Linked DNA regions of Anser cygnoides: region 1 is linked to region 2. The links are chromatin contacts, called in public Hi-C maps. All regions are on one chromosome and are shown on one strand. The core of a region is the stretch at or near the end of the contact, and the rest is flanking DNA. Distances in the headings are between cores, read along the strand shown. Region 1 holds the start of FZD5 (frizzled class receptor 5). Region 2 overlaps PLEKHM3 (pleckstrin homology domain containing M3).

Region 1 (4,081 bases), core at 1,011-3,510, 73 kb after region 2:
TGCCTCTGCCTGCCAGCTCCCTCCAGCAGGCAGGGACTTCGGTCCCTTGTAGGACCCCCGCTCTGGGTTTGGGGCCAGCAGGTCGGTCTCGGTGCCAGGGCTTGCAGTGCTGGCAGCCCAAGGCCTTGTGTCTCAGGTGGGAGCGCAAAGGGGTGGAAGCCGACAGCCTTCTCTAAGCCGTGGTTATCAGGGGTCACTGCTAATTCGAGCAGCGCCTGAGCTAGCACGGCCTCCAGCTGGGGTGAGTGACAGGCTGCCCGCCAGCACCAGGAGCCCCGAGTCACCTCCCTCCTGGCAGCCTGGGACTTGGCAGCGCTGGCAAAACCGGGATTTGCTGCTCCAAGCAAGAGGGGTCGAGGGCTGGGGCCGGCTCGCGGGTCCTGCAGCAGAGCCGTGGTTCCAGCCCGGCTTGGGTACAGCGAGGTCGCTGCTCCTGGCTTTGTCCCTGCCCGCAGCCTGAGCTGAAAAGCTCCTTGCAGATGTCCGCTGGGTTCTCCAACAAGGGCAAGAGCAACAGCTGGTCTTTGCCAAGGAAGCTCGCTCAGCCCTTCCCTAAAGTGTTTTAAAAGTCACGATATCCTTCCCAAAAGTAGTTGGTAAACTGTGAATGCTGACAATACAGCAGGGAAAGAACCAAAAGCAGAAGTATTTACCACCTTCTTATTCTCTGTTCCTACCAGAAACCACTGCATCCCAGCTGGAAATGCACCAGTGAGTGAAAGGGGCGTCCGTGAGGACACGCGCTGCCAGCCCCTGCCCCTGTCCTTCGGGCTGGAGCCATGAGCAGGGCCGGGCCAGGCTTCCGAGCAGACCTGTCTGGCATGGTGGAGCTTCATGAACGCCTCTGCACAGGGATTAAAGGTAAAGCAATTTCCTAATAATTTGTAGAGTTTATTAACAATGGCAGAAAGGTCTTAGGGGTGAGAAACACTTTTTCTTTTGTCTCCAGGATTTGGCACGGTAGGTTTCGTGCAGGCGCAGCTTCTGTCACTAATGGTGCTGTATGCACGTACAGCACTGTACTCTCGCACCACACTGTAGAGATGAATAACAAGCCTATCAACTGTACTTGCACTTACACCATATTTAATCCTGTTCTGGTTGCTCTGCTACATATTCATAAAACCAAAAAGGAAACAGAAGCACAGAGCAAGCCAACAGATGTCTACCTGTCTCTTAATTGGATTTTATGTGTCCCCAGTGTAGCAAATGCAGCATTATTTACAGCCAGGCTCTGAGAATTAGATACATCTGGAGGAGAGGCAAAACCTCAACCAGGCTACAAGAGCTGATAGATTAACTGAAATGAAGAGCTGCCCCATTTTCCCCTTCTTCTTATCTGCTCCCTTCCCCCCTACGTACCTGTTCCTCATTGTGTGTCAAATCAAACCAAGATATTGCCCAAGGGAATGATTATAAAAATGAAAAATACCAGCAAAAATGAGAATTTCTGCTCTTGCGGAGCTTCATCAGCGTTTTCTAATTGTACAGCAATGATGATAATAAAAAGGCTGCCCTCTGCTCTCAGCTGTAATTTGGATAATCAACTGAAAGCCATAATGAAACTGTCTGTGATTGCTTTCTGCTGGGCTGCTAGTTCACAGAAACTCATTGCCGAGGAGAATTAAAAGTTATGACTCCTGCTACAGGGATATGCTATTGTGTTTCAGCGGAGCACGTGACTGGTAATGCTGTGCCGTACAGCTTCAGCGCTGGCAAAACTTGCAGCGTAAAGCGAAGTGGTATGGGGACTCACCACAGCTTTGGGTTTGCCTTTTTTTTTAAATAAAGTTGTTCAGCTTCAGGGTTGCCAGTGCCAAATGCTGCACACGCCAAGGCTGGGTGCACGTGTAGACACGGAGCGTTTCGGAGGCGGCCGTGAGGTGCGCGGCCTTAAAGCCGCTGAGGACCTTGGCGTGTGGCAGCCGGGGCTGGCGCCGTGCCGGCCGGCACCCACACCGCGTCCTGCCCGCGGGATGAGCGGCCGGGGAGAAGCCGCCTGGCGGGGGCTGCCCTGCCCCGCTGCCCCCGCTGCCCCCGCTGCCCCCGCCGCCCGCCCGGCCCGAGCAGCGCCGGCCGCCCCGCGGGCTGGGCTCGGGCGGCGGGGCCGGGGCCCGCCGGGGGGCGCTGCCGCGGCGGGGCGGGGGCGGCGGCGGGGCCGGGGGCGGCCCGGGGAGCCCGGCGGGGCGGGCCGGGGCGGGGCCGGGGCGGGGCCGGCGGCGCGGCGCGGCGCGGGGGCTCGCGGCCGCCCCAGAGCGCAGGTGGCGGCGGCGGCGGCGGTCCCGGTCCCGGTCCCGGTCCCGGTCCCGCGGGGCCCCGCTCCCGGCCCCGCTCTCGGCGCGGCGGCGGCGGCAGGGGCAGGCGCCCGGGGCATGCGGCGGCGGTAGGGCGCGGGGCGGCGATGGGCGGCCGGGCTCTGCCGGCGCCGCTGCTGCTGGGGCTGCCGCTGCTGCTGGGGCTGCCGGCGGCGGGGCGCGCCGCTTCCAAGGGGCTGGTGTGCCAGGAGATCACGGTGCCGATGTGCAAGGGCATCGGCTACAACCTCACCTACATGCCCAACCAGTTCAACCACGACACGCAGGACGAGGCCGGGCTGGAGGTGCACCAGTTCTGGCCGCTGGTGGAGATCCAGTGCTCCCCGGACCTGCGCTTCTTCCTCTGCAGCATGTACACCCCCATCTGCCTGCCTGACTACACCAAGCCGCTGCCCCCCTGCCGCTCCGTCTGCGAGCGGGCCAAGGCCGGCTGCTCGCCCATCATGCAGCAGTACGGCTTCGCCTGGCCCGAGAGGATGAGCTGCGACAGCCTGCCGGTGCTGGGGGACACCGAGGTGCTCTGCATGGGCTACAACCACACGGAGGCCACCACCTTGCCGCCTTTCTTCGGGAAGCCCACGCGCCCGGCCAAAGACACAGCCAAAAACCTGACGCCGCTTGGTGGGCAGCGCCCCGGGGGGACGGAGTGCGGGCAGACTTGCAAGTGCAAAGCGCCGCTGATCCCCATCTCCAAGGAGTCCCATCCGCTGTACAACCGTGTAAGGACCGGGCAGGTGGTCAACTGTGCCATGCCCTGCTACCAGCCCTACTTCACCCAGGACGAGAAGACCTTCGCCACCTTCTGGATTGGCCTCTGGTCCATCCTCTGCTTCCTGTCCACCTCCACCACCGTGGCCACCTTTCTCATTGACATGGAGCGTTTCAAGTACCCCGAGCGTCCCATCATCTTCCTCTCTGCGTGCTACCTCTTTGTCTCTGTGGGCTACATCGTGCGGCTGGTGGCAGGGCACGCCAACGTGGCTTGCAATCCCGAGCACCACCACATCCACTACGAGACCACAGGCCCCGCGCTCTGCACTGTGGTCTTCCTTCTCCTCTACTTCTTTGGCATGGCCAGCTCCATCTGGTGGGTCATCCTGTCCCTCACCTGGTTCCTGGCTGCCGGCATGAAGTGGGGCAACGAGGCCATCGCCAGCTACGCGCAGTACTTCCACCTGGCCGCCTGGCTCATCCCCAGCGCCAAGTCCATAGCCGTGCTGGCACTCAGCTCTGTGGATGGTGATCCAGTGGCTGGGGTTTGCTATGTGGGCAACCAGAGCCTGGAGAACCTGCGGGGCTTCGTGCTGGCGCCGCTGGTGGTTTATCTGTTCACTGGCAGCCTCTTCCTGCTAGCTGGCTTCGTCTCGCTGTTCCGCATCCGCAGCGTGATCAAGCAGGGTGGCACCAAGACCGACAAGCTGGAGAAGCTGATGATCCGCATTGGCATCTTCACTGTACTCTACACCGTGCCTGCCACCATCGTCATTGCCTGCTACATCTATGAGCAGCACAACCGGGAGGCGTGGGAGCAGGCGCAGAACTGCTCCTGCCCAGGGGACCCCCACCGCCCCAAGCCTGACTACGCTGTCTTCATGCTCAAGTACTTCATGTGCCTTGTGGTGGGCATCACCTCTGGCGTCTGGATCTGGTCTGGCAAAACGCTCGACTCTTGGAGGCGCTTCACAGCCCGCTGCTGCCGGCCCAGGAAGCCCGCGGCTGCTGCCGCATACGGCGAGGCCAGTCCGGCGCTGGCAGGCAGGACGGTG
Region 2 (4,206 bases), core at 1,321-3,820:
TTGCTTTTTCCCCCATCCTGTGGAAGCTGCTTTGTCTAGTTACAGGCAAGTATTTTTTCTACAAACATAAAATGGTCCCTTCCCCCCAGGAAAAGCTGAGTTGTGTTACTGATCTCTGAGGTGGTTGGCTACATCTGACCGCCTTGCAGGGAAGGATGCTGAAGAGTTTAAAGCCAGGAATCTGTACTAGTTTTGCTTCTGGTAAACACGATGGCAAGTTTATGTACCTGAATGGCCAGGTACAGGATTTCCAAGGGCGTTAAGCCATGTGCTATTCCTTCCTCCTCCTCTTTTTCTCTTCCTCTTGCTCATTTTTTACCCATCTTAAAAAAAAGCAAAGTAGCATAAATGGTCTATGCCACAGAAATATGTTTGTCACACTACATCACTTTGAACTGCATAACATCAAAGAAAATCAGTGCTTTGATAACTTGATTTGAAAGAATTGTAGAAATAGCCATCATTATGAATCACAACAGATAGGGATGGAAAGGATGGTGATTTTCCAAAAGCAGTGCTTGTAAGTTAAGGGAAAATGTAGGTGCCTGTGCCACACTCCCTTTGCAGAATATGGTTTACTCGAAGATATGAAGCACCATACTTCATACAGAGGGAAATACTCTGTGTAAAAATGCATTTCTGAGAAACAGAAGCATGGACTCAGAGCAGTACTGGAATGAGGGAGAAAGCAATGCATGCTGCTTGGGTAGAAACTTCTTCCACTTCCTCCTCCTTATAAAGCCATGCTTGCCTACTGAGACCCTCCTCACCTCAGAGACCTTCAGTTGTTACGCGCTGCATGTAGCCCTCTGCGGGCAGGAGGAGGAGGGAAGGCCCCCAGCACTTCTGCGCTTTGTCAGTCATGTCCAGAGGAAGCTCTCGTCATAGACTGGAACAAGTTTCTGGCTCTAGGAGATGGTAGGATATTGGGCCTTACAATAGGGCCTTCTCAGCTACAAACATTTCAATTTAGGATGATGACAAATCAAAGCTAAGAGGTTTAGCATGTTGTTGCCATCAGTCTAACTAAGAGGAGCTAGGGTGCTAAGACAAACGAGCAGCTTGTGGAGTGGCAGGGAGTGCACTAGCAGTTAGGTGAAACTGGTGCATCCCGTCCCATTGCCATCCTCACCCCCCGGAAAGGTAAGTGTTGGCTAGTGGGGAATGTTTATAAAAGTTTTAATGGCGTTGAGTTAGGAGACATCAGTCACATTCAGCCACAGCTTTATCACTTGTACTGCATCAGGTGGCCCAAACACATTGAGCTAAAAAAACTCTGCGTGTCATTTACCAGCCTCTGTTTCATCCAGTGTGAAGGGATTGCTGTATGTAATGAATGCTTCAACTGGAGTCAGTTGAGGCATCAAGACTGATGCTACGCTGCTTTTCTGTGATACCAAATTCAGAGGCATCTTGTGAAGAGAAAGACTTAGACCCTTCACCACTTCTTTCAGCCATGCTGGCGCAGAAAAGCATGCTGTACCAAGATAGTGCTAACACAAACATTATCCTTTCTGAGGGCTTGCTCCTGTTTAGCTTTGGAAAGGGCAAGGAATGCTCTCTTTTGTGTATTACTTCATCTTGCTCCATGAGTAGAGGAGGGGTCGTATTTTTCTGTTTCCCTTCCAGAGGAGCAGGATTTACCTCTGTTGCGCTCTTAAAAACATGGGCTCCATAGCAACAGTGTGAGTACCTTCTGCCAGCATCTTGCAGAGCTAATAGACAAGTATCTTGTCAGATGAGCCGGACTGTTTTTTTCATGTCTCTTCAGCTGTTCAAAACCTTCACCTTGATGTATTAAGACATTTTAAAAATAAAAAGAAAAATTCTATATGCACTACCGAGTACTGATACTGAGCTTACTACCAGGTGTGCCTGCTGACTTTATGCATAACAGCATTGTGGAGCAGGACTGCATGGGAATTCTTTTGAATGACTGGTCTGGAAATTGCATTTTTTTAAAAAGTACAGAACAGAAAAGGAAAGAAAGGACAGGAAAATGCTTGCTTTGCACTGAGGGAAATATGAAGTTTTTAGGAAAGAATCAAATAGTTCAGTTGGAAGGGACCTTCAAAGATCATTTGGTCCAACTGCCTGATCACTTCAGGGCTAACTAAAAGTTAAAGCATATTAATGAGAGCACTGTCCATTTCTTGAACACTGACAGGCTTGGGGTATTAACTGCCTCTCTAGGAGGTTGTTAGCTTCTGCATTCTGATCCCAAGCCACAATCATAGGTCATCTTGTTTTGTAACACATTGCTGAATTATTTGTTTTGACTTTACCCGTATAAAGGCACATCTGCATCACATTTCTGCCCTAAAAAATACTGCCTTGCAAAAAGTGCTGCCACTGTGTACCATACACAAAAATATTTCTATAATGACAACAATCTACAGTCATATTTGGCTTTTCTCTTTAATAATTAGCTCAGATGAGATCACATTTTTGCATTATGTATCTTGAGTAATATCACTTGATATGTGCTTATGCTTAACACTCATTTTATGAATGGTAAAGGAGGAAATACTAGCTCAAGTATTTATTTCATCAACTGAACTCTGTTCATGTTTGCATTTTATAAGAAACTGCATACCCTCACTGCAGGAAAAAAAGGTGGGGTGGATAGAAAGAGAGGACATGTCCCACACTGATTTATTCGATAGTGTGTATTGCAGAGTCAGTGGCCAAATGGCTCTGGAGTGTGGAAGTGGAGGAAGTGAACTAATTGTGTCGGTCAGGTTATTCTAATGATTTTGATTAGAGCAGAGAGGACATGGTAGCATGAGCTAATGGGGATAAGGAGGAGTTCAATTTGTGACTACAGTAGTGGAGCTGCAAGCTCTCTCCAAATAAGAATAACTTCTACTGGGGAAAATAAATAAATACTTTTTCTCTGAGACAAGTTGCATAATTACAATAAACAGAATCATAGAATTATTTAGGTTGGAAAAGACCTCTAAGATCAGCAAGTCCAAAAGTCCAACCGTTAAATCAGTTATAGTGACAAAAGCAGGCAGTCAGTTTACTTCTGCTTGTGAAACTTTAACCAGTATTTTTACTGTAAAAGTAATGTGCAAGGATTCTGCTAATCAGCATTACTAACCAGCTCCAGCAGAAACTCGCAGCCTGCAGCACGTGCCAGAGAGGGGCTCTGGTGCTAATTGTGCCTATAGCTGTAAATGTCACATGAGGACACTAGCAGTGAAGGAAAAGCAGAAATACCATCGTGTGCCGTGTGAAAGAGGTGTTAATAACAACCACAGACATCTCATTATGCCTTACGCAAACATTTTTAGCCTCACTTCCTGAACAGGTAGTTTAATGTGACTGTGCCATCTGTCTTCCAGCCCTCCACTTTAATATTTATTATTTGAACCTGTTTGCCCATTTTAGACACAGCTGAGAGAAAGGGAAGGGTGTCAGATACTGTGGCTTTATATGTGTTTTGTGAAAACGGGTGGTTAGGTGAAGAAGAGGTCTCAATTAGTTCTTCTTTATTAGTTAATGCAGGGGACTGATCTGCCCCACTACTAGAGGTCATCGAGTACTTGTAGTCAGTGTGACTGCTGCTCGCAGTTAATATTCGTGATCTGGCTGTGCTTTGCCATGTCCATGCCAGTTCTGTGGTGAAGTCCTACCTGCCAAGTCAGCATCCCGTCTGGCTGTCAGCAGGGGCTGGCTTGCGCTCCCCCAGGCTGTGACTGCTGGCCGTTCTGCTGGGGGGGAAATGGGAGCTGTCTGGAGCATGGTCTGGTATTTTCTGTCTGGACTTCAGGTCATGTTTCTCAGATACCGGTGGCTTTTAAACGCCCATCCTTTCACAGTTGGTCTTCTGCCTTTGTTTCTTGAGAGGTGCTAAGTACCCTGTGACTGCTCTTTGAACTGTCCTTGTCTTAGATGCCCAAGTTAGTATATGTTTTTTTCAGCACTAGTCCAAGAAGAGAGAGATTTATTTATCTGTTTTTAAGAGAAATGACTGATTGTGGAGTGTTTTTTTTTTTTTTGCTTGTTTGTTTAAAAAGACCTCAGATGAGGGAATAATTACTTTTCCTACTGCATCCTGAGTGTGCACCTCTGGCATGTTGTACAAACACAGTCTTTTTTCCTCTCCCTTCTCCAGGCTGTCAGCGCTCCATAGGCTTGTCCAATGGGAAGGCCAAGGTGTGCAGCTACAGTGGATGGTATTACTGCAGTACCTGCCAT

Evidence for each region. A called contact is a pair of places that touch in the nucleus more often than the background predicts.
Region 1: a contact with region 2 is called in a Hi-C map of liver, with 6 times the contacts expected there. The contact joins the promoter of FZD5 here to the enhancer-like site in region 2. A contact is called at or near these places in 3 of 7 Hi-C or Micro-C datasets (fetal liver and liver).

What each region holds. Positions count from the first base shown.
Region 1 is chr6:14,594,286-14,598,366 of Taihu_goose_T2T_genome, forward strand. FZD5 (frizzled class receptor 5) reads left to right here and starts at 2,261. Exons shown (of 1, transcript XM_013171169.3): 1 at 2,261-4,081. The coding sequence starts at 2,402.
Region 2 is chr6:14,521,406-14,525,611 of Taihu_goose_T2T_genome, forward strand. PLEKHM3 (pleckstrin homology domain containing M3) reads left to right here. Exons shown (of 7, transcript XM_013171703.3): 3 at 4,124-4,206. Among named protein-coding and RNA genes, the nearest start is that of PLEKHM3, 22 kb to the left of the region's middle. Within about 2 kb of position 2,571, at least 1 of the 3 cell types and tissues checked has open chromatin away from gene starts, as enhancers often do. A contact at or near this core is called in liver, where this site is marked.